2 separate regions of the Mus musculus genome follow, and region 2 is linked to region 1. A link is a contact called in public promoter capture Hi-C data. All regions are on one chromosome and are shown on one strand. The core of a region is the stretch at or near the end of the contact, and the rest is flanking DNA. Distances in the headings are between cores, read along the strand shown.

Region 1 (2,700 bases), core at 58-2,557:
CTCCGAAGTACCCAGAAGGCTTAGTGCTGCATCGGGCTCCAAGTAGGAGGCAGTACATAAGAGAACACTGAGAGGGGCCCCATTTCCAGTTGTTAGGCAGGTGGGAGTCTATCAGCTCTCTCTTTTCCTAAAGAAGTCTCTGTGTGCTGTCAGTCTATCTCTCCAGGCTTTGGGGACAATAGTCCCGGGGAGGAGCTGAGATAGGAGGGTATTCCTCCTCCATGCTGAGGGTTTTGGCTGCTGGGAGACTGAGCTGAGAGACACTAATGCTGACTCTTTGAAAAAAGACATCCCAGACTGCCCTGAGATTCAGCTCCTGGCGTTCCTCAGCCCAAGATACCCTGGTGCCTGCCTGTCTTCCACAGAATGAATGGTCTGGGTGTGTCAAGCAACCCCCTCTGCTGAGAGACAATAGCCTGGAAAGCTCCTGTCTCTACCCCCTGCAAATGCCCAGCGTGGAACAAAATTCTCAGACCGCATATCGTGTTATTGGAAACTCCTGCCTTAGCAGCAGGCAGACCTGGCTTGCAATCCAGGCTGGGCGACCTTAGGCAAACCTCTCCTCTGACTCTCAATTCCTTCATTTGGAAAACAGATAAAATGCAGTATTGAAGGAAGAGGGTTCTGTGAAGGGCCCCAAGGCCCTCTACAGATAGTATTCCTCTCTCCCCACCCCCTACCCCAGCCTCATTCACTGAGGATTTATGCAAGGACCTTTCTTTCTGAATCTGTAAAAGGGACCACCCATTTTCACCATTTGCTTAGGCCAGACAGACAGGCAGATGGTCTAGCTCTTCAAGGCCAGCCACCCCAGACCACAGTGAACAATCTGGTCTTGGCTGGATGGTGCACAGGGAAAGTTTGGGACTCACCATATACTCCATGTTGGCAGCAGGTGGGTGTACGCTGGCCCGGATGTGGTTGTGATAATCCAGTAAAGCGCTCATGTCCCGAGCAGAGATGTGGCGCTTCCGGCGGTGCCGGGGCACCCCCAGGCCAGACAGGGGCCACACAGCTGTGTTCTTGGGTCGGCCCTGGACCAGTGTGGTGTTGGGCATCCGTAAGGCCCCCACTGTGTGACCCATCCAAAGGAGAAGGCCTGTGAGGCCCACGATGCTGGACAGAAGAGGCATAGCTGTCTGGGATGGTGTACCTGTCTGGTGCAGTTAGAGCTGCTGCCTAGAAGAGGTGGGTATGAGAAGGCCAAACCCTGAGAACTCTCCTTGAGCACTGCCAGTCTGGAGAATGCTCCTTGGGAACTTGGCAGAGATCCTCTGACCCAGCTCTCGTCCCGATACTCAATCCTTCCTCCTTGCTCCCTGGACTCAGTGGGTTAGGTGATGAGAAGTGCCCAGACAGTGGCTAATTCAGACTGGGCTTGGGAGTGGGAAGTTGCCACCACCTCAAAGCCAGGGCTCTGTCGCATCTGTCCAGGAGACAGACGGCCATCCCCTCTGGCCAAATGCCTTCTTTACCAATCCCATAATGTTGGGCTCAGTAGATGCCCACAGAAGCAGGACAGGCCCTTTTCTGAGTGAAGTGGCCTCAGGATGGACGGGGTGACATGGGAAGGTCAGATGGCAGAAGATGACAGAGGCAGAGAGGACATCGGAGGTCAGAGAAAAAGACAAGGAGAGGCAAACAAAAGGAGACAGAAAAAGGGGGATTCGAAAGAAACAGGAAGAAGGAAGAGCAGAGAGTTGTCATGAAAAGAAACTGTGGCAGAAATGGAGGCAAAGGGAAATAGAATTGAGGAGAGGAGAGGAGGGGAGGGGAGGGGAGGGGAGGGGAGAGGAGAGGCCAGGAAAGGCTAGGGGAAACCAGGCATCAGGTTCTCTGGGGGGCACATACCCAGAACAGGTGGCCCCAGGAGGTGGCAGGAGGTGGTGGAGAAGTCAGGGGACCTCTACAAATACTCTGGTAGTGCAGCGACTTTAAGGTCCCCGGGGAGTGATGGCCTCTGATGTCCCAGCCAGCAGCCCCCTCCTTCTCTAGCCAGCATATTCAGGGAGTGAGGCCCCGCCTGCCTCTCCTGTGGGCTTTCCTCTCCAGCTCTCTCCTCCTGCTCCCTTTGCCATCTGGAATGTGCAGGGGCTGTGGCTGAGCTGCCAGCTGGCTGGAGATAGAGTGATGAGGTAGGGATCCTGGAGGGAGAATCCCATGCATCCATGGAGATCCCAGACCCTTGTAGAACAAGGCAGCAGGAGAGAGTTCTGACTTCTCCCAAGGAAGCCCGTAGCCTCCGGGTGGGCAGATATGACGGCGGTCCAGGTATGAGCATCTAATATGTGCCACACCCTGGGATGAGAGCTTTACACACACAAGCTCAGCCAACATTCAGAGGCGCCACAACCCCTCTCTGTACCATTCTGTAAAGGAAGACTCTGAAGCTCCCAGAGGTGAAGGAAAAAGGCGCCTTCAAGTAGAGCCTAGGTTCAAATCCAAGTCTGTTCCCCGGAGCCCTGTTAGCATGAACAAATGATGTTCTGTTCTGTAGTCAAACAAAATACAGATGTCTGAGGTGAACCCCACTCAGACAGCATGGTGTGTGTGTGTGTGTGTGTGTGTGTGTGTGTGTGTGTGCGCAACAACAAAGCGCTTCAGACCCTGTCATTCCACTCACTGCTAAGCGCCCATGAGCGGTTGATTTGCGGAACTGTTTTATCCTCACTGGTACAGAAGAGCGAATAGAGACACCTG
Region 2 (2,700 bases), core at 31-2,530, 170 kb before region 1:
CACACGCTCACCCGCTTCTAATTAGACGCCTCTGCAAGCTCACAAACTCAGGAGCAGAGACATGAGAGTCAGGAGTTCAAGGCAAAGCCTCAGCTACACAGCAGCATTAATCAAGACCAGACTGTAGGCCACAAAATCCTGTATTAAAACAAACAAATCCCTTGAGGGTTCACAAAAAATAAAAAGCAAACATCCTAAAACTTTACCCATAACGCCACCTCCGACCCTAAAAAAAGTCTGTCAAGAAGAGCCGAGGCTTATCCTTCAAACATCAAGTAGACACTCTTGCTACCTTTTGGACTCCCTTCCAGCCTGAAATTCTTGGGAGAGTCTCTAGAAGTTTGGCTGTCTCCTCAAGGCACCGTTTTCCTAACACTAGGCACACACACCAGACTAGTCTTCTGGCCAAGACAAAAGGCAAGCTACATACCTCCTTTTGGAAGTAACCTTCTAGTGTAATCCTCTCTCTCTGATCACCTCTGAAGGTCTACAACAGCCTCCACTGCATTCAGCTTCCTGTACGTGTAAAACCATAGCTCAAATTACACCAAAAACCAGTCCATAGGTCAGTTTCCTACGGGCAGGAGTGGAGTTCCCTAAGGACAAGACGTCTCATTCACTTTTTTTTTTTTTTAAACCGCTGGCGATCAGCCCAGGCCCTGGTTCTCAATAAATACTCAATGATGCTCCTCGTAGTAGTAACAAGAAAAGCGCCCATGTAGTGAGGATTTTAAATATAAAAACACGTTTTGATCATCTTATAAGACAGGTATTATTATCCCCATTGTGCAGGTGAGAAAACTGACTCAGAAATAAGTCCGATCTCGCCGACCTCCCACCACCACCACCAACGAAGAGCGACACACGCAGACGTTCTCTTCAGTTCCTAGCTACTCCGCGACCAACCCTCATAAAATAGGAGCTTTTTAAAAATTACTATTTAAAAGGAAAACTTTCGAGTGAGGCTCCAGAGATACATAGGAATAAAAGCGGAAAGCGCACCCACCCGAACTCGGCCGGGGTCAGAGGGCGTCGCAGGCGCCAGCTCGCGGGCCCAAGGGACAAAGGTCCGGCCCTCTGTCCTTGCCTGGCGTCCCCGCGACCCGTTCCTCGCCGGTCGCCCGGCGGACCGCTCCTCTCCGGGTCACGTTCACCCGCTCTACCGCCGCTTACCTGCCGCCTTGTCGCCTCGTAGAGCCCCGGCCGCCGGCGCGAGCGCCTCCCCGGGGCCGCCTGGCGCCCGCAGCCCGCCGCCGAGCCGTTGCCTAGGCGACGCGACTGCCGAACTCCCGCGTCGCTTGCTCTACGGCGGCCGGGAAGGGACGCGACTGGGAGCAATGGGCGGAGGAAGGAAAGCGGTCCTGAGGCTGGGGTCTTAGCTCTCCAGAGAGGTGGCCAGTGAAAGATGAGCATGGAGGCCATCGAGGCTCTAGGTGAGGGCTTGTCCCTCGGATGTTTATGCCACCAGATGTAGCTTTTTTTTTTTTAATTACTTTTTTGATGGTGGTACACATGCTCTATTACTGAGCTACAAGCCCAGCCCTCTGACTGAAAATAAAGACTAGAAAAATTGATGTGGAGTGACAAATTCCTCTGTCATAATCTCTGAAACGAAGGGGTGTGGCAAAAAAGTAAAAGTTTTTTGTTTTTGTTTTTTTTTGGGGGGGGGGGCACGAAAATTTAAACACCAGAATTAATTTCAGCATGGGAAATAATTAATTCATATTCAGCAATTAGGTTTCCTGGGGGAAATCCTGCAAATATAAGGGACCCTAAGTTCAAAGGGTGCTCCTAGCTGGTGTGGAGCTCGTATCCACTTGGGGGAAAAACTATGAATTAGACTAAATCTGAATTCAGATTAAATCAGTTGATTGCTACCACTAACAGAATCACAGCCTTGGATGGCAGCCTTAGAGCCAAATCAAAAGATTGCCTTGCCAAGGAGTGGCTAAAGGAAGGGTTTACAAAGATGGACATCAGCAGTGGGCATCACAGTTATCTCATGCTTGGTGGAACCCACAGCTGGGGGAAGAACTGGCTTTCCTCCTCTCAGTTGTTTCTCATCCCACTGTACAGAGGGAAAGGGTCCGCCTCATCCCAGTCCCAGAGCCATAAGCAGGTTTACAGAAGCCAGAGCAAAGGGGTTGACTACCTCACAGAAGCAATGTCCTGTTTCCTCTTCTTGTCTCACATAGGGAAGGCCTGTAGGCCCCTAGGATTCTCCTGCATTTTAGGTCAGAATGGCTTCTTAAGCTATTTAAGGAGTTCTTGGTACACCTTAAGTTCCTTAGTTATTATAGGAGAGTCACATATAAATTGTCACACAAGCTAGACCACTCAGGGGAAATGGAAAGTGTCATTAATGACTGAGAGAGTGGTTTCTTCCAGGACAGCCAGGGCTACACAGAGAAACCCGGTCTCGAAACAAACAAACAAACAAACAAACATATCACTAACTTGGGGCTATGTGGTTAAGAGGACCTATCACACTCCCAGAAAACCCTGTTTCAATTCCCAGCAACTGCATGATACCTAACAGCTGTCTGTAGCTCCAGTTTCAGGGGATTTTTATGTCCTCTGGCCTCTGTGGGCACCAGGCACATACATGGTGCACAGACATGCATGTAGACGAAACATTCATACACATAAAATAAAATTCCCCTACACATTTGTCGCAGATGTGCAGCTTGGTCATCATGT

What was found. Capture Hi-C pulls out chosen DNA fragments and counts their contacts.
Region 2: a promoter capture Hi-C map of adipose tissue shows a contact between it and region 1. The contact joins the promoter of Pkig here to the promoter of R3hdml in region 1. A contact is called at or near these places in 2 of 9 other capture datasets (adipose tissue and liver).

What each region holds. Positions count from the first base shown.
Region 1 is chr2:163,490,925-163,493,624 of GRCm38.p6, reverse strand. R3hdml (R3H domain containing-like) reads right to left here and starts at 1,307. Exons shown (of 5, transcript NM_001099331.2): 1 at 873-1,307. The coding sequence starts at 1,133.
Region 2 is chr2:163,656,966-163,659,665 of GRCm38.p6, reverse strand. Pkig (protein kinase inhibitor, gamma) reads right to left here and starts at 1,280. Exons shown (of 4, transcript NM_001039391.2): 1 at 1,174-1,280.